Regions from separate parts of the Zea mays genome. Here all the other regions are linked to region 1. The links are chromatin contacts, called in public Hi-C maps. All regions are on one chromosome and are shown on one strand. Each heading gives the region's core, a stretch centred on a gene start, on an enhancer-like site or on the middle of the called end of the contact. The rest is flanking DNA. Distances are from core to core; before and after follow the strand shown.

The links. Hi-C and Micro-C count contacts between places; a contact is called where the count stands out from the background.
Region 2: a contact with region 1 is called in a Hi-C map of leaf, with 2.3 times the contacts expected there. The contact joins the promoter of LOC100281777 here to the promoter of LOC100280688 in region 1. A contact is called at or near these places in 4 of 25 Hi-C or Micro-C datasets (ear, leaf and tassel).
Region 3: a contact with region 1 is called in a Hi-C map of bundle sheath, with 2.1 times the contacts expected there. The contact joins the promoter of LOC103643251 here to the promoter of LOC100280688 in region 1. A contact is called at or near these places in 2 of 25 Hi-C or Micro-C datasets (bundle sheath and leaf).
Region 4: a Hi-C map of leaf shows a contact between it and region 1, with 2.8 times the contacts expected there. The contact joins the promoter of LOC103643254 here to the promoter of LOC100280688 in region 1. A contact is called at or near these places in 8 of 25 Hi-C or Micro-C datasets (bundle sheath, ear, endosperm and 3 more).

Annotation. Positions count from the first base shown.
Region 1 is chr1:215,276,855-215,282,250 of Zm-B73-REFERENCE-NAM-5.0, forward strand. It overlaps LOC100280688, which reads left to right and starts at 1,643. Exons shown (of 5, transcript NM_001366138.1): 1 at 1,643-2,307; 2 at 4,056-4,432; 3 at 4,538-4,648; 4 at 4,762-4,857; 5 at 4,953-5,396. The coding sequence starts at 1,695.
Region 2 is chr1:215,100,207-215,105,314 of Zm-B73-REFERENCE-NAM-5.0, forward strand. LOC100281777 (serine esterase family protein) reads left to right here and starts at 1,967. Exons shown (of 10, transcript NM_001154697.2): 1 at 1,967-2,590; 2 at 2,685-2,752; 3 at 4,518-4,588; 4 at 4,851-5,093. The coding sequence starts at 2,232.
Region 3 is chr1:215,034,994-215,040,500 of Zm-B73-REFERENCE-NAM-5.0, forward strand. It overlaps LOC103643251, which reads left to right and starts at 3,807. Exons shown (of 3, transcript XM_008666404.3): 1 at 3,807-4,221; 2 at 5,470-5,507. The coding sequence starts at 3,883. It also overlaps the pseudogene LOC103645267.
Region 4 is chr1:215,413,053-215,417,905 of Zm-B73-REFERENCE-NAM-5.0, forward strand. LOC103643254 (receptor-like protein kinase) reads right to left here and starts at 1,519. Exons shown (of 5, transcript XR_560915.4): 1 at 1,326-1,519; 2 at 1-378.

The sequences.
Region 1 (5,396 bases), core at 393-2,892:
TACTATAGGAACAAACCTGTACTCATAAACCTATCGTGTGAGAGTTGTACTCCTACATGCCATAAAGTAAGCAAACACCCCCTAACATTAAATATCAGGCCGAGTATTGGGGAACAGTTTAGCCGATTTTAGGAAACCAATCAGGTTTGGTTGTCGACCTAGCTAGCTTTGGTTAGGTTCGTTCTATCTTTGTCCTTATCTTCTTCCTAGAACATGTTTGGATTCAAACATGTACATAAGAATTATGCAATGATCTGACCATCAAAATGTACAACTTTTTTACAGGATTAGTTATTTCGACACGTATGAGTCGGTGGCGTTAAGAAAGTCGGAGGTTAAGAGATGGCCTGGAGTCAGGATAACTGCATTGCTAAAATTTTGTTAGATAATTAAAGGGCATTGCTAATAGTAAGTAGAGATGGATTCGAATGTCTGGAGATCCGAATTATTCGGATTCGGATAAAGTGCTAATATGGATATCCGTATTCATATTCGATTTTAGTATGGATGTTAAATAGACATATCCGAATTTGGTTTTTCTTTATCCAGTTTAAGATTCGTATTTGACAACATTCGAAAAAACCGTGAAAAACCCGTGAAATATCTGATACTATTCGTGTCCGAAAGGAAGAATTATTCGATAAAATCAATTTAAACTTACTTTTATTACTAATTACTAATTACAAGTGATTTTAAACTTTAAATAATGTACTAAAAACTGATGTACACTATTTAAAATGTTAAAAATATTTATATGATAAATAAATGATTGTGTTAATCTTACATTACTAGTGTTATACAATGATAAATTTTAATTAAGATTAAAAAGGCTAATTTTGAACACATTAGATTATTGGAGTTTTTATAGTCCAAAATACAAAATACAGTTAATATATAAAAAGATTATATTTAGAGTCCAAAATATAAATATACTAGGTATAAAAAATTTACTTAAAAATGTGATATTCAACTAAGTTTCAACTAAATAATGTGTATGTACTGTTTATAATTTACTAGGTATTTGTATCCGATAGTATTCATATTCGAATTCGATTTAAAATATGGTAAATAGTGATATTCGGATTCGTTTCCATGCGTATCCGATCCGAATCCATCTTTAATAGTAAGAGCGAATACTGTATTGACACATAGTTTAACAAACTACATAAATTTTATGTGTTTTGAGGGAAAGAGAGAGCGACGGAGAGATCATAGTTTTGCTCCGTCTGCTAGAAGAACTTCATGTGTTGGAATTGACAATATAGCGGCATGTTATGCGGAGGCCCCCATTTTCTCAGCCGTCCGCGTTGGACAGGAACTGTCCATATTTAGATCGAGTACTCATTCTATCATTATCCATGTTTATCCACAACAGCCAAAATTAGCAATCCAATACACAAAACCAAACATGATTCTTGGTAAGATCATGAGAAATTCAAAAATATCCGACGAACCCGATGCACGGCCGCACTGATCCCAAGCAATAATTCCCGGGCCCACCCTATTGCATTTAAAAAAAGGGGGCTCCCACCCCTCCAGAATTACACTACATCCCACCTACCTCCTCGCATCAGGCAGGCGGGCCTCGCGTTTATAAGCCACCCTTCCTCTCCTCCACGGCCCTCGCCCTGCAAAGCACAGACACAAACCACGAGCGCGAGGCACGACCTACATCGAATCGGCCACGAACCACCATGGCGGCCTCACGCGCGCTCCTCCCCAGCCCGCAGGTGAGCCCTGCGAGCGCGCGGGTCCGCCTGGCCGCGGCCGTGCCGTCGTCGCTCACGCTCGCGGCGCGCGGCGGGGCCGGGGCCGGCGCGCGTCTCCGCGTGCGGTGCGCGATCTTGTCGTCGCCCGCGCCCGTGGCGCCCACCGAGTCGAGGCCGGTGCGCCGGATCTCGCCGTCCGCGCCGGACGGCGCGCTGCGGCCCAAGCCGGCGGTGCTGGTCGCCGAGAAGCTGAGCGAGGCCGGGCTGGCCGTGCTGCGGCAGTTCGCGGACGTGGAGTGCGCCTACGGCATGTCCCCCGCGGAGCTCCTCGCCAAGGCGGCGCAGTTCGACGCGCTCATCGTGCGCAGCGGCACCAAGGTGACGCGGGAGGTGCTGGAGGCCGGGCAGGGCCGGCTGCGGGTGGTGGGCCGCGCGGGCGTCGGGATCGACAACGTCGACCTCCAGGCCGCCACCGAGGTCGGGTGCCTCGTCGTCAACGCGCCCACCGCCAACACTATCGCCGCGGCCGAGCACGGCATCGCGCTGCTCGCCTCCATGGCGCGCAACGTCTCGCAGGCGGACGCGGCGCTCAAGGCCGGTGAGTGACATGGACACCGTTCGTTCGTCTATTCCTCGCTTGGCTGCCTAATTAGTACTAACTCCAAACTGGCTGCTTTCGTCTCGTTTGTTTTCTGCCGAGGGTGGTTGATTATTCTGGGTTGGTGTGTGTGTCAGGGTGCCTAACCAATTCATGAACAGTAAAGGCGTAAAGCCATTCTAGAATCTGGTTTATTGACAGTTTGACACCGGTTCGGATGCGAGCAGAGGTTGCATTGTTTGATGTCGCCATCACTCTGGCGACGCAAATAAAGCTGGTCCCTGGTGCTTACTGATACACCAAATCCATTACGAACTTTGTTCTAGTAATAAGATATTACCACTGCCTTTCCCAAGTCGAGGATAACACTGGCTGTTGGAGTTTTGTTGCCTGACGAGTGACGACGACACGCATGAGCATCCGATCCCAGCTCAGGCAATAGCTCGATCCGCTCTTTAAATATTTTTTGGGCCCTCGTTTGAGGTCACCGTCGAATCTGGCAGATCTAAGCAGAGAATAAAATAGATCTGGAGCTTTTAATAATTTCTGGTGCCTGATTCGTTTTGCAAACTTTCTTCTTATATTGAGGATAGATCACTATAGCGCTGATATAATTTGTTACGTTGTCTCGTGCGTGGCAACGCACGAGCATCACTGCTTAGCTTAGGCTACAGTTCTATTCAGCCCCACTAATGCCTTGCCTACTATTTATACTAACTTTTATGATAGTGCGTGCGATCCATTCATTTCTACAGCACTGCTACTAGCGTACCACCTTTTTTTTAGTTTTACAGTTCAACCATGCCACGCTGGGCACCAACACCCAAATTTGCTGGGTCCCCGTGCTTCTGTTGGATTGGAGTACACTGAATTTTGTACTCGACATGGGACTTGTACAGTACTTTCGATTAAAAAATTTTGTACAGTACTGTAATATGGTCAAATATGTCCCGTGGCCCCCCTTTCGAATCTATAGAGACTCTCCAGTCTCCAGGATATGTGTGCTGAAATATGGGCAGGTTCAATGAATCCTCTTGCCTACAGTTTTACTTGTGCCCACCATCTAATCATGTTCGTATAGGCACACTGTGGCGAGCAGCCTGGACGGACTGTTTTTTACCATTTTTTTTATACGGATACAGATCAGAATGAATATGAACGACAGTATGGGGGGCTACCTGTCGGATACGGGTATAGCCGGTGGTCTGCTACTGCTGCTACGTTGGTAATATGTCCCTATTGAACTACAATTTCAAAAACGAACCTGGTGCTTCAGTTTAGTGGAGAATACGATCCCTGAACGCTTGTCAATTCTAACCTTTTCTTTAATTGTAAAGTGACTTTAGTTAATCGCTGCAACTTTCCGGTGCTAATTGTGTAAGCCATATTGCTATTTAACTTTTGGGGCTACTTATCAAGAAAAGAAAAGAAAATTCAGATACTTGTTGCTTCCTGTTTTTGCGTGACAAACATTTTTGCTCTGCCAAACTGAAGCATGGCACATGTAAGCCTGTCTTAATCTGACTTCCCAGCTGCCAAAATCTGGCATGAAGGTAGGTGACGTAACTATAAGATATCTGCACCGTAAACATGACTTACAGAGGTGTAATTCTGGGCTAAAGATGCAACTGTGACTTGAACAGATTATATTCTTCCGTCATGTCTATTCTAACTGATATACTGATGCCAATTGAATGGTTTGATGTATTTTAAGAAAGTGAACAAAATTCGCTTTGATTTTCACACAGGTAAATGGCAAAGGAACAAGTACGTGGGGGTTTCTCTGGTGGGAAAGACCCTGGCCGTCATGGGCTTCGGGAAGGTTGGGTCAGAGGTAGCGAGGCGAGCGAAAGGGCTTGGGATGCACGTGATAGCTCATGATCCCTACGCCCCTGCCGACCGGGCCCGGGCCCTCGGGGTAGAGCTGGTTTCTTTCGACGAGGCCATCGCAAGAGCCGACTTCATCTCCCTCCACATGCCGCTGATACCGACGACGTCCAAGATCTTCAACGACGAGTCCTTTGCAAAGATGAAGACTGGTGTCCGGATCATCAACGTGGCTAGGGGTGGAGTGATCGACGAAGACGCTCTGGTCAGGGCGCTTGACTCCGGCAAAGTTGCTCAGGTGGGTGATCACAACTTCGTTCGATTCTTTAATGTGAGTACGTATATGGATGTGTCTCTGAAAGCTGAGTTTTTTTTTTATGCATGCATGACCAATGTGGAGCAGGCGGCTCTTGATGTCTTCACCGTGGAGCCCCCGCCCAAGGACAGCAAGCTGGTGTTGCATGAGAATGTCACTGTAACACCCCACCTTGGAGCTAGTACTGTCGAGGCTCAGGTCTGCATCTCTACCTCTACCTACCATCGTGTCCTGCATTGATGCAGACCGCTTGCCGCTGTCTCTGACGACGTACCAACTTCACTGATTGAGCGCTCCAAAATGGCTGGCAGGAAGGCGTCGCTATCGAGATTGCGGAAGCCGTGGTTGGTGCGCTGAGAGGGGAGCTCGCAGCAACCGCTGTGAATGCGCCCATGGTCCCAGCTGAGGTAATTAAGTACCTTTCTCTCGACATGTCGCCCCGTGGATGGCTCGATCTGATGATGGAATCCATCTTTTTTCTTTCTTTCTTTTCGTTTGCCAGATCCTGTCAGAGCTGGCTCCATACGTTTCTCTGGCCGAGAAGCTCGGGAGGCTGGCGGTGCAGCTCGTGGCCGGCGAGAGCGGCATCAAGGGCGTGAAGGTGGTGTACACCACAGCGCGTGGCCCCGACGACCTGGACACTCGGCTCCTCCGCGCGATGGTGACCAAGGGCCTGGTGGAGCCGGTGTCCAGCACGTTCGTGAACCTGGTGAACGCGGACTACACGGCCAAGCAGCGCGGCCTCCGCCTCACGGAGGAGCGCGTGGCGCACGACAGCCCCGCGGCGGAGGCGCCGCTGGAGTCCGTCCAGGTTCGCCTCTCGCACGTGCAGTCCAAGTTCGCGGGTGCCATCAGCGACGGCGGGGACGACATCGTCCTGGAGGGCCGGGTCAAGTACGGCGTGCCTCACCTCACCCTCGTGGGGCCCTACGAGGTGGACGTCAGC
Region 2 (5,108 bases), core at 717-3,216, 180 kb before region 1:
AACTGAGTGCCACTTTTAGAAAGCACGGGAGTGACGAGCAAAATCAGTTGAGGATAAACATGAGGTGACCCCCTACTTATAGCGCTCGACTAGTTCTTGAAAGCATGTTGCGGGTCTTGAGAATCTTACCAACTCAATAGTGGTAAGCTACAAAAGGGACAAGGCACCGTCCGACCCTTCATCAGCCCCGAAGGGAGACACTCTCCCCTCAGGGGCTCGGGGGCTAGTGTCGGATATATGATTCCCGGTTCCTAAGGCCCATTGGTCAGAGAACACACTTACAGAAAGCCCCTGGTCGTTCGGGCCCGTTGGTCAGCGGGAAGAGATAGATAACATCTTCCCTGGAAGAACCCACCCCTAGTCGAACCACACAGCACCGAGTCCACGCTCGGGCGTGGCGGAACCTGATAGGGGGGCGGGCGTGCCGGAGGGAAACCACTCGAGTGGATCTCGCGCCCGGCCCAAGACTGACCGATCATAAATAATCGGTCACATTAACTACGCTGGGCACCGCGCTACAGCAGAGGCGCCAGTCCGCTTCCCACTCATGACCTACGAACCCCTCAGACAGCATAGCACTCATGACCTATGAACCCTCGAACTGCGGCGTACTCATGACCTATCGAGACTAGGCCTGAGTGCGCAGACCATTGGCAGGGTGTAACACGACGAGCCGTGCTGAGCCCTAGGCTACAAAGGCCAAAGGTTAGCATAGCCTGAATGTTGACGCCTGGGACCCACACAGCCCTACGCCGTCCGCCATGATAAATACGAGACAGCCAGGCGACCCCGAGGCCCTCGATCACGCGCGGCTTTACCCCGGGTAGAACATTTAGTTTAACCTCGCCTGATGGCTCCTTCGTGGGGAAGCTGTCGTTGGCCGACCCCTCTCCCAGAAAAGGGAAGAGTTGGTCCCAGGCAAAGGGGTTGGTCAAGTGGGTTTGGTTGAGTTCTTTCGGATACGCGCCTAACAGGACGAACCCCAAACAAACCAATCAACAGGAGGAGGAGCACTGACGAGGACCAGGAGGCCAGTGTCCCGTCGCCAAGCTAAGACTTAGCTAGGACTCCACTTTGCAGCTCTTAGCTCCACTTCCACCCCGATAAGAGACTTGGGAGCCTCTTCTCCTTTCTCGCTCGCTTGTAACACATACTACGAGTTTTGATCATCAATGGTGCCGGTAGCATGAGCCGCCGATGATTGGAAGTAGAGACGTTGTTTCCGAACCAGTATAAATCTTGCGTCCACCGCACACACCCTCTGCAGCCCGAAACGCGTGCAATAAATTTACTTATCGGAGCGAGGTTCGAAACACTGACAAACACACAGAGACAAAGGCATAGAGGACTACAAAGGTCGGAGCCTAGGAGCACACCGCCACGACGATCAAGGCTTACCTAGATAGAGAGCACCAGATTCGTAGTCCTTAGGCCTCACCAGTCACCACGCATAAGAGACTTGGGAGTCTCCTCACTCTTTCGACTGGTTGTAATCCCTATGACGAGTATTGAACAACAAGGTGCTGGTAGTGCAAGATACCGAATACTGGATGTAGGGACGTTATGTTTGAACTAGTATATATTTTATGCTCACTGAACACACCATCCAGACCCAGAACGCGCATACACAAATTACTTAGAGTGATTTAAAAATAGTTTAGAATTTTTTATGCAAAATTTATCTTGGTTGGAAAAATTCACAAATATGCTCTTAAGCTTTTTAGCTACTTTAAAAACTTATTGCTTTATTATTATTTTTTAGAACTATTGAAAATTTTCTTACGTGCCATCGAGAACGTTACATAAACACATTTTATCAAAGCGAGCATCCAACTATGCAACTTGTCCTTGTAAAAGAAAAATAAAGTCTGTCGTCACTCGTCAGCCACTGTATCAGACCGGATGCTTGGTTTGCTTACGCGCTTTACAGCCCATAAACGGAACATGACATTTTCACTTGCTTCTATTTTTTCATCTCGTCACCCTAGTAGAATCATTGTCATCTTCGTTGCCCTGCTAGTCCCGTAGCTTCTCTCCCTCCTCGCTCCTCGGCTCCTCGCTTGTCGCTCCTCCTCAGCCCTCACCGCGTTCCCTCGGTCCCACCTTCCCCGCGAAGTAACCACCACTAGGACATCGGTCCACACGCTAAGCATCTAGTGCATCTAGGTCTACGCGGCGCGGGCACGCGGCCGGTACAGCTTCCCCCTGCCCCCCATCCTCCTCGTCGCCGGATGATCGCCGCCGGCGCCGCCTCGATGGGGCGCGCAGCGACTCCAGCCCCCGGGGCCCAGTCCTCCCGGTTGCCGCGCGCCGTCTCGAGGCTGCGGCTTGTGCTTCGCTCCTCGGAAGCAGCAGCGAGGAGCGGCAGCAAGAGATGGATAGGGTGCTTCCGGCCGTCGCCATCGCCGGCCACCGCCGCGGCGGGGGCGGCCGTGGTGAAGGAGGCGAAGGGAAAGCGGCCGGAGGTGGAGGTGGAGCCGGCGCGCGGCGGAGGGGAGGACGTGTGGAGCGCCGATGCTGAGACCGAAGTGGCTCAGGGTGGGGCGTTCCCCGAGCACCTCGTCATCATGGTCAATGGCCTCGTCGGGAGGTGGATCCGCGTGCCCCATGGCTTAGTTAGTCGCGCGTTTTGCGCGTGTTGATGTGCGGTGGCTAAATTTCTGTTTCTGTTTTTTTTTATACAGCGCGGACGATTGGAAGTTCGCGGCAGAGCAGTTTGTGAGGCGGATGCCGGACAAGGTGATCGTGCACCGTGAGTTACCTGACCCCATTCTGTAGGCTATTCCATTTCATGCTGGATTGTTAAATGCAGTTGCTCGCTGAGTCATGGATAGTAGTGTGCGCGTGCTGTGTTTACATTGATCTGGGGGAGATTATCATTAGGGTTGAGGATATTGGTTTATTATCCCAAATGCTGATAAAGGAGAATCGTTTTTAGCTGGCTGAAATACAGTAAGTACCAAGGAAATTGTCTGATACTGGAGTTTAGACTTGTTATGAAGGAATGTTTAGAACAAACATGTTGGTGTCAACATGAAGTTGAGATATATGAAATAATTATGGAGGATTGAGTGTCTGTCAGTCCATGCAACACACAAATAGCTGTCTAGTTGACTAGAAAGTGAAAGGTTAGGCACTTCTCAAATTTTTAATCCTATTTATTACACAAGTTTCTGTTTGAAACAGAAACATGGGATATTGTTTGTGTAACACGGCGATCTGATCCACCACACGGTGTGACAAGTGTTTTGACATATCTGTTAGGAGACAGTGACATACATAGGAAACAGAACCTGACAGAGAGAATTGGAGATGAAGTAACCATATCCTTGTACGACGACTTAGCGAAGGTCATTATGTGGAAGTGTGTATTAGCCATTTATTTTACGTTTTTTGTTCCTAAATTGCAGTAGTAAGATGCATTTGTGGCATCACCTAGTTGGCTACTTGCATGGGAAATATTGGATATCTTCTTGTGTACTCTATCTTATTCAAGAAAATAGTTCTCATCCCAGAACTTTACTTGTCATGATCTGGTATTAATATAAATATATTGTGATAGGCATTCTCTTATAGCTCTGGAAACACATAGATCTTCTTTTATGCCTTCTCTTTTTGGACTGCACGCATGAAGAAGTTGTGCAGATTTTGAAAGTTTATAAAAATGAACTTTCTGTACCCAAAGTATGAAAGAGGTTCCAGTCTTCCAGAAGTGCGTTGGGCTGATGGGCTCGTTCACTGCAGATTAAAGGCAGCTGCCATCATCCGCTGCTTGCACAGTACTTTACTGAGAGGATAGCAGCCGCAACCACAGCTGCTGGTATGGCTATGCCGAACAAAACCTTATCCTATCCAAGCTGCACTTTTCAATGTTGCCTTATTATCCCTTGTGTGGCAAGTTAGTGCATACTAGTGTGATGGCGTTAGGATGAACTGCCTTGTTTCATAGGCAAGTAGTCAACCACACTTGGCAGTGCTGTTCCAGCCCTTAAAAGTGCAGCTGTTTTTTTTTAAACTCGACCTGTGGGGGGTAAGACAACCCTAAGTATTGTATTAAGAAGACCTTCTCATAGGTCAAGAAAACCCCCAGACCCCTGCACCATCCATACACAGCGGCACCTTAGTCCATGTGAGAACGACTGCGACCGGGGCTAGGCCTTAGACCCGTGCTTTGGCGTGAGACAAACGAGGGGATGTTTTTAACCACAGCTTGAAACTTGCTCCCACGGGGAGTCGAACTTAGAATTGAAGTGTGTTACTCAGATCATGATATTGGCATTCATCTTTTCTTTGTTCTGTAATTCTTAGAAGTATAGTGTTTTTCATAGCTTGAAACTAACTTAGCTAGAGGAGTACTTTCTTGAAACAAGTTCTTAGAAGTATAGTGTTTTTCATAGCTTGGAAAGTGTAAATGTTGTTTTTTGGAATCCCTTTGATATTGGCATTCATCTTTTCTTTGTTCTGTAATTCTTGCCTTTTTCTTGTAAATAGATTTAGACTTTACCTTTTTTATGCAGGAAGTCAGTGCAACTCTGCCACTCAGACATTTGATGGTGTTGATTTAATGGGTGAAAGGTTAGCAAATGAGGTATATCTTTTTGATTTGGTGAATCATAGAAGTTGACAACATGTGCATGTCTAGCTAATTCATCTAATTTTTTTCTTTCTACATTAAACTAACCGCATGCATCTATGGTGTATTTGTTATTGCATACAAGCCCTGTTGAAGTGAAAAATGTTGATTGTGTTAGTTTGTGTCAAGTTGTTGATGTCTGGGCTTCTTTTCATAAATGGAAGTACTATATTTCAGCCTTATTGTCTGATGTTGGGACCTTACTGAATTATTATAGGTTCTATCAGTTGTAGAGCAAAGACGAGGTGTGAAGAAAATCTCGTTTGTGGCACATTCTCTTGGTGGCCTTGTTGCCAGATATGCTATAGGAAGGCTCTATGAACCTAATAGTAGAAGGAAATCTTCTGGGGGGGAGAGCAGAGATGATGTTGTGCACTTGAATGGTCACATTGCTGGTTTAGAACCTATGAATTTCATAACATTTGCATCACCACATTTGGGTTCAAGTGGAAACAAACAGGTAAGACAGACCTCT
Region 3 (5,507 bases), core at 2,557-5,056, 240 kb before region 1:
TCACGGCAGCGTCCACACGGGTGTTGATGGCTTTTGCGGCAGCGGATCACAGCAGCGACAAAAGCGTGAGGGGGAGTTGAGCGTAGCGTAGGGAGGACGGCGTTGATGGCGGGGAGCGGATGATGACGAGGAGAGCGTTGATGCACGAATCGGTGGCGGTGCCACCACCGCCGCTGGGCGTGCGTGGTACGGGAACGACGGCAGCGGCACGTAGTTCGGGTGGGGCAGAGGCAGGAGCAGCGGGGTGCGAGAGGTCGTCGCGGTCGCCGGGAGCATGAGTTGGTGGTGGTGGCGGCGCGCGTCGTCTTTGCGGTGGAAGCTGCGGTGGCAGCCGCATGCAGCGCACTTGAGACTGTCGCCGTCCGTGGGCATGAACTCCCCGCAGCCGTCGACGATGTGGCCGCCCAGCACCGCAGCGTGGTTCCGCAGGCACTAGTGGTACCTCGCCTCGGCGGCGTGGTTCTGGTTCCTCGGGGCAGGGGCGGGGGTGGGGGCGGATGACGACGCGGAGCTGGCACCCATGTCCTCTAAGACGGGCTCCTCCTCCTCCTCCTGGCCCCTGAATTCCATCAGCGCACGCCTGCCCCTAGCTCTCTGCCGCCGCGGCGAGATTTAGGAGGGGGAGGACGACGTTGATGGCGGCGGTGGGGGGGGGGGTTATGGAGCGGAGAATCGCAGCGGCTGATAGGATCTACGAGTTAGAGGAGGTCGTTGATGGCTTTTGCGGCAGTGGATCACGACGGCGACGAAAGCGCGAGGGGGAGCTGAGCGAAGCATCGCAGCGGTGGACTGGTCTGGGAGGAGGGTGTTGATGGCGGCGGATGACGGGATCTGGGAGTGGTCGAGGCTGAGGAGGGCGCCATGGGGAGCTAGCAGAGGGGGAGGATGTCATCGGGGACGCGGTCACCTCTCCCGCGCCCCCGCCGATGCCGCCGCTCGCGCAGACGCAGAAGGGGGATGCCGCCCAAGAGGAAAGACAGCGCGGGTGTGGTGGTACCGGCCCAGCCCGCTAGGCGGAGGGAGGACGAGGAGGAGGTCGTTTGCTTCATCTGTTTCGACGGGGGCAACCTCGTCATCTGCGATCGGAGGTGGGTGCCCCGTGCCGCGCTCTCTCCTCCCTCTCTGTTGACTGCTGCACCGCGTCGAGGAGGGTGGGTGGGTTCTCCGAGGCTCTCTGCCTGCTCCCCCGCACGTGTTGCCTCCACAATTGCGCGCTGGATCTTCTCTTTCTTTTTGTCGCGGGATTGACCCCACCTGCTCTGTTGGGGGCGGGGATCTCGGACATGGAGGACGGGGACGGGAGGCGGAGGCATGGAAGGGGCGCGGGGAGGAGTATGGAAGGGCGGCCGAAGATGGAAGGGAGGCGGGGGAGGAGGATGACAGTCAGGTTTGCCAGCGAGAATCACGGTCAGGCGGAGCAGGGGAAGGGGGTCGCGGAGGAGGGCAGAGCGTGCACCATGTGGAATTGTGGACGCCTATACTGGGCTCTTATAAAGTAGTATATATATATATATGACCAAAATAAAACTAAGATGTTTTGTGACTACCACATTAAAAACATTTGGTCAGTAAGAAAAAAGAGTAATCTGTTTAGTGTTTAGTTGAGTACTTTATAGCCATACTAAATACACATACAATGATCATCATCACTATCTCTATCTAGGTATTAGTTCTCCAAAGCCTGTTGAAGCTCTAGATTCTCCAAGTTAAATAATGGATTTTGTGAGCTTTGACGAACCTTAGTTAAATAATGAGTCTATGTTTAGTGGGCTTCGATGGACCTTAATTAAATGGGTCGTGTCAAGCCTGCTCATGGGCTTGACACACATTGGATCGTGCCGATCCAAGTTCACAATTAGGTTGGATCGTGCCTGAAATTATGTGTTTTGGGCCGGTCTAATAGGCACATCATAAATATACACCTATGCAGCCCCCTAAGATTTAAGGATCGAATCATATTAGAATTGAGTTCTATTTCTATTTATTTTTGAACTAAAATTTATTTAGAACCCTAATATTTTGTGAAGAACCATTTAGATCGTGATCCATTACCAGCTATATTACCACCTATAGCTGCGAGACTGCCGGCATCGATACAGTCGCAACATCCACAAATTTGAACACTGACGCGGTTTGGTTTTTGGCCAATGGTATGGATGGGTTTGCTATTTTTCTTCACATGCGCGTGCCGCGCATGCATTTTACCTAGTATAAAAAAATATTCAGATACATACAATACACATATACCTATATCTATATATTACCATATTACATTTTTTTCTTTAATCATTTTGTTCGTCCACCTCCCCTAACTAATAACTAGCAGTAGACGGTCCTACATTGTACTAATGCCTTCATGTCTCATACATGTTCTCATACTTGCGTCTAGCAATGATAAATACATTGTCTGATTCCAATATGTATTGAGTCACGCTGCACATATCTCATATATGCACATGATTTATGACTTGCGCTCATACATTAAAGAACAACTCATATCTACTGGTAACTCGTAGTCCTATTTTTATACATATTGCGCACACGAATAACATTTGTTAGTATAAACTCAAAAGCCTCAAACATGTCAACTCTTATGTCAATCATGAACCATTCACCACACATGGATAAATTCGAGACACTCCTCGATTTGGTCTCTTCGATTGAGGTTATTGTCTAAGGTAGAGAGGATGCGTACTTGGTATCTAGCTGCACATAAGCAAGGGTGATGTGAGAGAGTGGACGATGAGGGTGCTCGGCTCGCGAACGCGTGCTATCGTCATTGCCTATTGTACTGTTCTATATATGCCGTCTTTATGCAAGTGTTCGATGAACCCATGACGTCTTGTCGGTTTGACATGAGAGTCCGTGAGGTTTGAGATATATGATAAGTAGGCAATATTTGGATGAGTCACATCTTTTTCTGATATACAATAACACTATCTCCGTTCTTGAATATTTATCACCTGTTAGTTTATTTTTGAACTAACCCGTGATAAATAAAAAAAAGGAGTGAGTAGTAGATAAAATAGTGCTGCCGTGTGTCTATTTTTGTGCAAACTTTATATTGCAGGGATAGGATGATAATATATTAGCATATGACGGTGGTTCACTGGTTCTATCGTGTGTCTCTATTTTCGTGTAAAGTTTATATTATAGAGGAAGAGAGGGAAACTCGTTTATTTTAGGTAACGTGCATTGCTACGTTATATATGACATAGAATAAATTTTGTTTTAATAAAGCATAAAATATATGTTTTCTATTGATTAGGTGAGTGTAAATATGGAGCCAACAACCAAGGTTCAAACATTCACTTATACATAATTTCAACTTATTTTTTATATAAACTCTTCTATTATAGCAGCAGAGAAAGATTATAAAAGTGTTGGTTGATTCTAAAGAAATACCGTTGAAACTGGTGCTTTGATATAGCAAAGATAAAGAAATGAATTACAGAATTAAATTATTTTTCTACTCTAATAAAATGATATGTGGACACACTATTGTGGATGATGTGATCATGTCACCATACAAAGCAACTTGAAGGGCCGCTAATTTGTCACGTCCCACACTGCCCCAACTGCCCAGCCCAACACAGCCAGGGGGACCTGGAAGAGGGACGAGGGCGAAGCGCCAACCCCAACTGCCCAGCCCAACGAGCCATTGGCAATTTTGCCATTATCATTTGTGAGCTTCGCCAGTATGCCATCGGACCCACAAATCATAGACACAGACGGTCCCACCAGTCATAGACACGGGATGGCATAATAACAAACAGCCAAAATTGAGAGTGGCAAAATAGCAAATTTCTCCAGCCCAACACAGCCAGGGGGACCTGGAGAGATCTGAATTCCCAGCACACTCCTGCCCGCTCCTCCCCGCCGATGGAGATCCCCACCGCTGTCATCCACCGCCTCCAGTCCGCTCTCCGTGAGGCCACCTTCGCCCCTTCTGTAGAAGATGCACCCGCCCCTCCCTTCCCCTCCGTCGCCGATGCCGTCGCAGCCTTCGACTCGTGTGCCGCCTCCGTGTCGGCGGAGCTCCGATGCGTGCGCTGCGGGGCCTCGGGAGGGCTCCTGCGCGGTGTGCGGTCTGCCCTCTGCACCTACTGCGGGTGCCCCAGGCGCGGGGAGGAGGCTGAAGGCGGTGGAAGCGGCGGCGTCGCCTTCCGTGACGGCGTGGCCTACCAGTGGCTGCTCGGCTCGCTTGGACTCGACGGATCCGTGAGCTTTCCTTCCCACATTATTTGACGCTAAGAATCTGTAGATTTGATTCTTGTTGCTTAGGATCTGTTAGCTCTTCTTTCTAGCAAAGCTGAGCCAGCATTCGGGAAAGAAGATGATGTTATTCTCCTGGAGATCTTCTAATACAACTGTTTGTGGAATTGCTATCGCTTTTTTTACTTATTACGCAGTGCTATTCCTAGGAAAGTGCCCAGTAGTTAGAGAAATGTCGGTTGCCAACGGGTCTGTATGAATAGTATACCTTGTTTGGAAATTTTGATTTGCTCAGAATTCAAGAGCCATGAAAGAAATATTCTGCTAGGGTTTTGAGTTGTGAGGCATGCACAATACAAAATAAGGAATTATAATGAGGCTGTAGACATGCTACATTAACCAGAGCTAGTGAAATTTGGATTTTGATAAAAAGGGCATAAACTGCAAATAAGCCATGCCAAACAGATCCTTACACGCTCATCCATTCATCCAGTCATGTATTATAGTTTAGGAGAATCTGATTTGGCTGAACAGGGCCTTTGGTACCATTTTCCCCCCTAGAATTTAAACTTGCTACTGTGGGTGCTTGGCTGTGGTGGTGAGTGTGATCGTGGTGATGCTCAATGGGACCGCGAGGACCTCGCTTTGCCTCGCTGGAGCTGACGGTGTGGCAGAGTACACACAGAGAGACAGAGGGGTAAAAGAAGACCAAATTCTTGCTTGCTTTATTTCTTCAGTGTTTGTCATTATATAGATGAGCTTACAATCAGAATCCCTCAATCACTAATGCCAAGTAGAGAACAACCCAAACAAATTCCTATTTTAAATGAATTGTAATTGTCAAGCTGCTAATTTCTGATGGTGCTAACTTTTGGGTGTAGAGAATGCTTATATTGTTGGATATCCATGCATACCTGCTTAGCTATTTGTTTATATTTGACTACTACTACATTTGCATGTAGTGCTTACTTGCTAACTCACTATGTATTCATTAATGTGTAAAAGCCATTTATGGAATGCAAGCTCCATGCGGTTTAACAGACATTGATCTTTCATACATTGTAACTATGTACTGATTTTAATATGATTGAATCTTCCATTATGATAGATATGTGGTGAATTTACGTGTATTGATATCGTTGTCCTAGTTCTCTTTAAATTCAAAGTATGCAGGAAACATAGTCTCGTTTCTGAAGTTCAATGTTCATGGCTGATGTAAGATTTTTTTCTACTTCTTTTCCCTTTATCATTCAGGAGATTGTAGAATTCGATACTGACACTACAGCTTCGAA
Region 4 (4,853 bases), core at 269-2,768, 140 kb after region 1:
TTCTAGAGGGATCAAACCAGATATGTTGTTAGCTGATAAGATGAGAATCCGCAGGTATTTCAGACGCCCTATTGCAGGTCCTATAGAACCCGAAACACCTGACGATGATAGGTCGAGAGAGATGACTCTGTTCCTTCCATTGCAACCAACACCGCTCCATGTACAGGGAGTTGCATCAGAATCACTCCAGTTGGTTCTTATGGGACTTGGTAGTATGAGGCTTTTGGACAGAGCAAGAAGAGCTAGGCCATCTGAACTCATACCCTGTGATGTTGAAACTAACACGAAGAAGAGAAAAAACTGATGCCATAAAACCAGCTTCATCTTGTCCCCGAAAATTTGGTATAGAAGTGAGCAGAAGATCCCTTTTTCCCCCTCCTATACACAAGCAGTTCAACGCACAATCAGATGGGGATTGCATATATGAACAGTTTCCATCAACCAAAATTGCCATCAAACAAACGGGGATTAGTTTTCCCATAAAAGCAAGGTTCCAGAATAATTTGATGAAACTGCAAGCTACTCTTTTTCCCGATAAAAGGTGGTAGAAACACTTTTGCAACGTTAAGAATCTTGAACAAGCCCTGCCTACTGTTCTGAAACACATACTACTAGACAATTTTCTCCGCCGAGTAGAACACGTACTCATGTTAGAACGTAATAATGTACTACTCCGTAGTACTCATAAATTAGTGTGGTTAACTAGAGCCCCCCAATTTGATAGACACCATGGACAATGAAGTGAACCACCGGCAGTTCTGATTAAAGCCGTTCTTCTGTTCAACATACTACTAATCAATAAGATGGGATCCGATCTCGAACACAGAAGCATTTCTCTATTTCTAAAAATAATGGACACCACCATATGGGCTGATGGACACCCCGATTTATTTTCTTAAAAAAAATGGTCACCTCGATTGCAACTGCAAGCAAGCGAGACGCCCTCTGTCCTACTACGCCGACGGCTCCACACAAGAATGAAGAAGCTTCCTAGGCACAGCAGAAACATTCCCCACTCCCCAGCGAAATCTGCACCCAGGAAAGCTCATTTCAGCGGGCTAGACACTGAAACAGCCATCGAATTTGCTTCGTTCCTGAACAACACACTCTCCATTTGACAGCCCGCGCTGCCAGCAACCCGAGAACTACCAGGCAGATGCGAATGCAACAGACAAGGCAGGCAGACAGCAGGAACGAAACGAATGATGGAGCGGCGGTTCCTCGGAGTCAAACGACAAGCAGCACACAGGCCAGGAAGTATAGTACGGGCGGAAACTGCTCGACCAGGAGAGAAGAACAGGGGGAGGCGAGTGTGCAGCGCTCACCAGAGACAGCAACTCTGTGCACGCAGGGCGGGAGGATCCTGCGAAACAGAGACCGGCAGGCGTTGCTCTAGTTTTCACTAGTAGCACTAGTAGAAGCATCCATGGCGGACGAGAATGAGAGAGCACCGGCAGCGCGGCGGACTGTTGGCGCAGGCACGAGCACAAGCGAGCGAAGCCACCGGTTTTTAGACAGGCGCGCCTAGAGATGGCAATGGGTAAAAACCCGTTGGGTATTACTTGCTCAAACCCATACCCGCGAAGAAAAACTACGCTCGCTAAAAAACCCATACCCATGACGGGTATAAAATTTGGCCCAAACCCATACCCATGCGGGTTTCGGATACCCAACGGGTGTCCCATACCCACTAACATCAACATAAAAAATAATTCATCATGTAAATGACAATCAATACATTAATAAGCTAGCATAAAAGGAACAAGTGATAACTAATTTTAGCCTAAAATTTGTTGCATGAGGTTTATTTCAATTAGAACATGTTCAATTAATAATATTATGAGGCATATTTATAAGGAATGTTGATTTTAAGGCGGGTTTTAAAAACCCATGGGTTTGCGGGTATGGGTAGTGGAAGAACAAACCCATACCCACGTACCCGTTGGGTTTCCATTTGAACCCATTAACAAACCCATGGGTAGAGAAATTGACCCAAACCCATACCCTAATAGAGCAAAAACCCCATCGGGTTTCGGGTAGCGGGTACCATTGCCATCTCTAGGCGCGCCGCCTTCCTTTTTGATGCGAGCCCAGCGGAGGCGGAGGGACGACACGACACGCGGTAATCCACCCCTTCCTCACACGGCCACACGGGCATACCGGTTGTCGGCTGTGTGTGGATGGCCTGCGCCCGCGGTCAACTTGCGTTGCGTTCGCACACTGTGGTCTGCGCGGCGCAAGTTCACACACCGGACTGGGGCGTGAGCTTTTGAATTTCGTTTCAGACTGGCGGCAATTTTAATCGGGGATTTGGGGGCGTTGGATGCCAAAGAAATACCCAGTATTTTTTCACTATATTATCTTAGGGGGTGTTTGGTTTCTAGGGACTAATGTTTAGTCCCATCATTTTATACTATTTTAGTCTATAAATTGACAAATATAGAAACTAAAATAGAGTTTTAATTTCTATATGTGGCAATTTTGGAACTAAAATGGAATAAATTGTAGGGACTAAAAATTAGTCTCTAGAAACCAAACACCCCCTTAGTAGAACTGTAGAAAAAAATCTCCATTTCTGCATCCATAGGTTTGCTACTCTGATCCGAGTCAAACCCACGTTTTTGCGACGGATGAAGCCTACCTTGAATGGCTTTTCTAATAGGTTATTGCTTCCTAGGATCAGTTCTTCAAGTATAAATATTGCATAATAAAACTCAAGTTTTAGAACGTAAATACAACTAAAGGACAATATGTATAAGCAGGCTTATATCTTTTCAAATGATCTTATGGACATCTTTAGCTAAATGCAAGCTTTATCCTACACTAGTATTATATCAAATGGCATAGACCAATTAATTGCTAAACACATTATTTAAATCATCATTTACATTTGGCGAGTTATTTAAATATTTTTATGCCTTTTCATCTTTTGACAATTTTTATGTATCTACTATCTATCCTAAAATATAATAATATTTAAAGATATAATTAAAAATAGCAGAAATAAGTTTTTATGAAGTCTCTTTTCTTATTAAGGGCCAACCGATCTAACGAACCAGCGATGTATAGAGTATGGATTGTCGCTGCCCAACTCACAAGGTCTCAGGCTGAAGATGATGCTGCAAAGGAGCTCGTCGAGGAGCTATTTTTGCAAAGGTGCCGAAGCCATTATCAGAAGAGTCGAAGCCCTACCAAACAGGTCCTAACTATTAGCCAGAATTTTCTTTAGGAGTGGCAATAAATATATAACTACAGTTATAATGTTAATAAATAGAATATATATACATATACAATACAAGAGTCACTGGTCATAACAATTAACACAGATATACACTAAGTACGTACTATATTTTAACTTATTATAAACTAACTCCTTTTATTTTAGCCTTAAAAACAAATACAAAACAAATTTTCTTTTTGTTAGGGGGCCATGGCCCCTACTAGCCCCCTGTCTACGCCACTGTGTTCAACCTAGCTAAAATTAGCTAATTGTTAGCCAGCTATTTGTTAGTCAGCTAATTTTGCTAACAACTTTTTAGCCAACTAACTACTAGCTCTAGTGCAATCATAGGGGCCTAAGATTCGCATGGATGGGGCCTCATGGCAAAAATGGAAGATGTGTTGCATATCATAAGACATGCATGTGGCAGACACTACAGTAGTAGTACCTACCTAATGGATACCCAGGAACGAGGTACCCAAAGTGAGGCCATGACCCTTAACACCCCATCTAAACCAATCAGGTTTTACCGAGCAACTCTATGAGGCAGGCGTGCCGACCAGGTCTTGTCGAGCGACTCTGTGAGGCGGACGGGTCGACCAGGTCCTGCCGAGCAACTCTGCGAGGCAGCCCAAACGACCAAATCCTGCCAAGCAACTCTGTGAGACAGAAGGACCCGAAGTCTATGGTGGGAGCCAATACACTTGTGGGCCCCTGGCACCATGCCCTCCATACACGCACACGCTAGGAGCACGCCTATACCTAACTGACGTGGAGACAAGATGAGCACTATTGCTCAACGCCGGCCACGGTAGGGCACGTCGCCACGCACGTATCGTCTTGGATGACGCCACGACACGCCGGTGGAACGATGGGAAGTTGAAAGGGAAATAGGGTCAAACCTTTTCCTAAATGATTTTGGTGGTTGAAATGCCCAACACAAATAATTGGACTAACTAGTTTGCTCTAGATTATATGTTCTACAGGTGATAAAGGTTCAACACAAACCATTAAAAAGATCTAAGTTAGGGTTCAAAAGAAAGGAGCAAAAGAAACCGGAGAGAACCCTGGTCTGGCGCACCGGACAGTGTACGGTGCCCCAGGGACCGTACAGGCTGAACTCTTCACCTTCGGGTTTCTGGAGAGCCGCTCTGCTATAATTCACCGGACTGTCCGGTGGGTCACGGGTCTATCCAATGTACCAGCGGAGCAACGGTATCGAGCGCAACGGTCGACTCCAACGGTCGCCTGCAATGTGAACAGTGCGCGGACAGTTCGCGCAGCGTCAGAGCAGCGCCAGAAGGCGCACCAGACAGTGAACAGTGCCTGTCCGGTGCGGCACCGAACTGTCCGGTGCCCCAAGCTGTTAGAGCTCCAACGGTCGAAACCGTCAGAACCCTAACGGTTGGGTGACGTGGCTGGCGCACCGGACTGTCCGGTGCGCCCATCGACAGACAGCCTCCCCAACGGTTGGTTTGGTGGTTGGGGTTATAAATACCCCCCAACCACCACCACTTCAAGCATCTAAGTTTTTCAGACATCTCATTCAATACAAGAGCTAGTGCAGTCAATACAAGACACAATTCAATAGAATCAAAGCCTCTCCAAGTCCCAAATCCACTCCAAACAAATA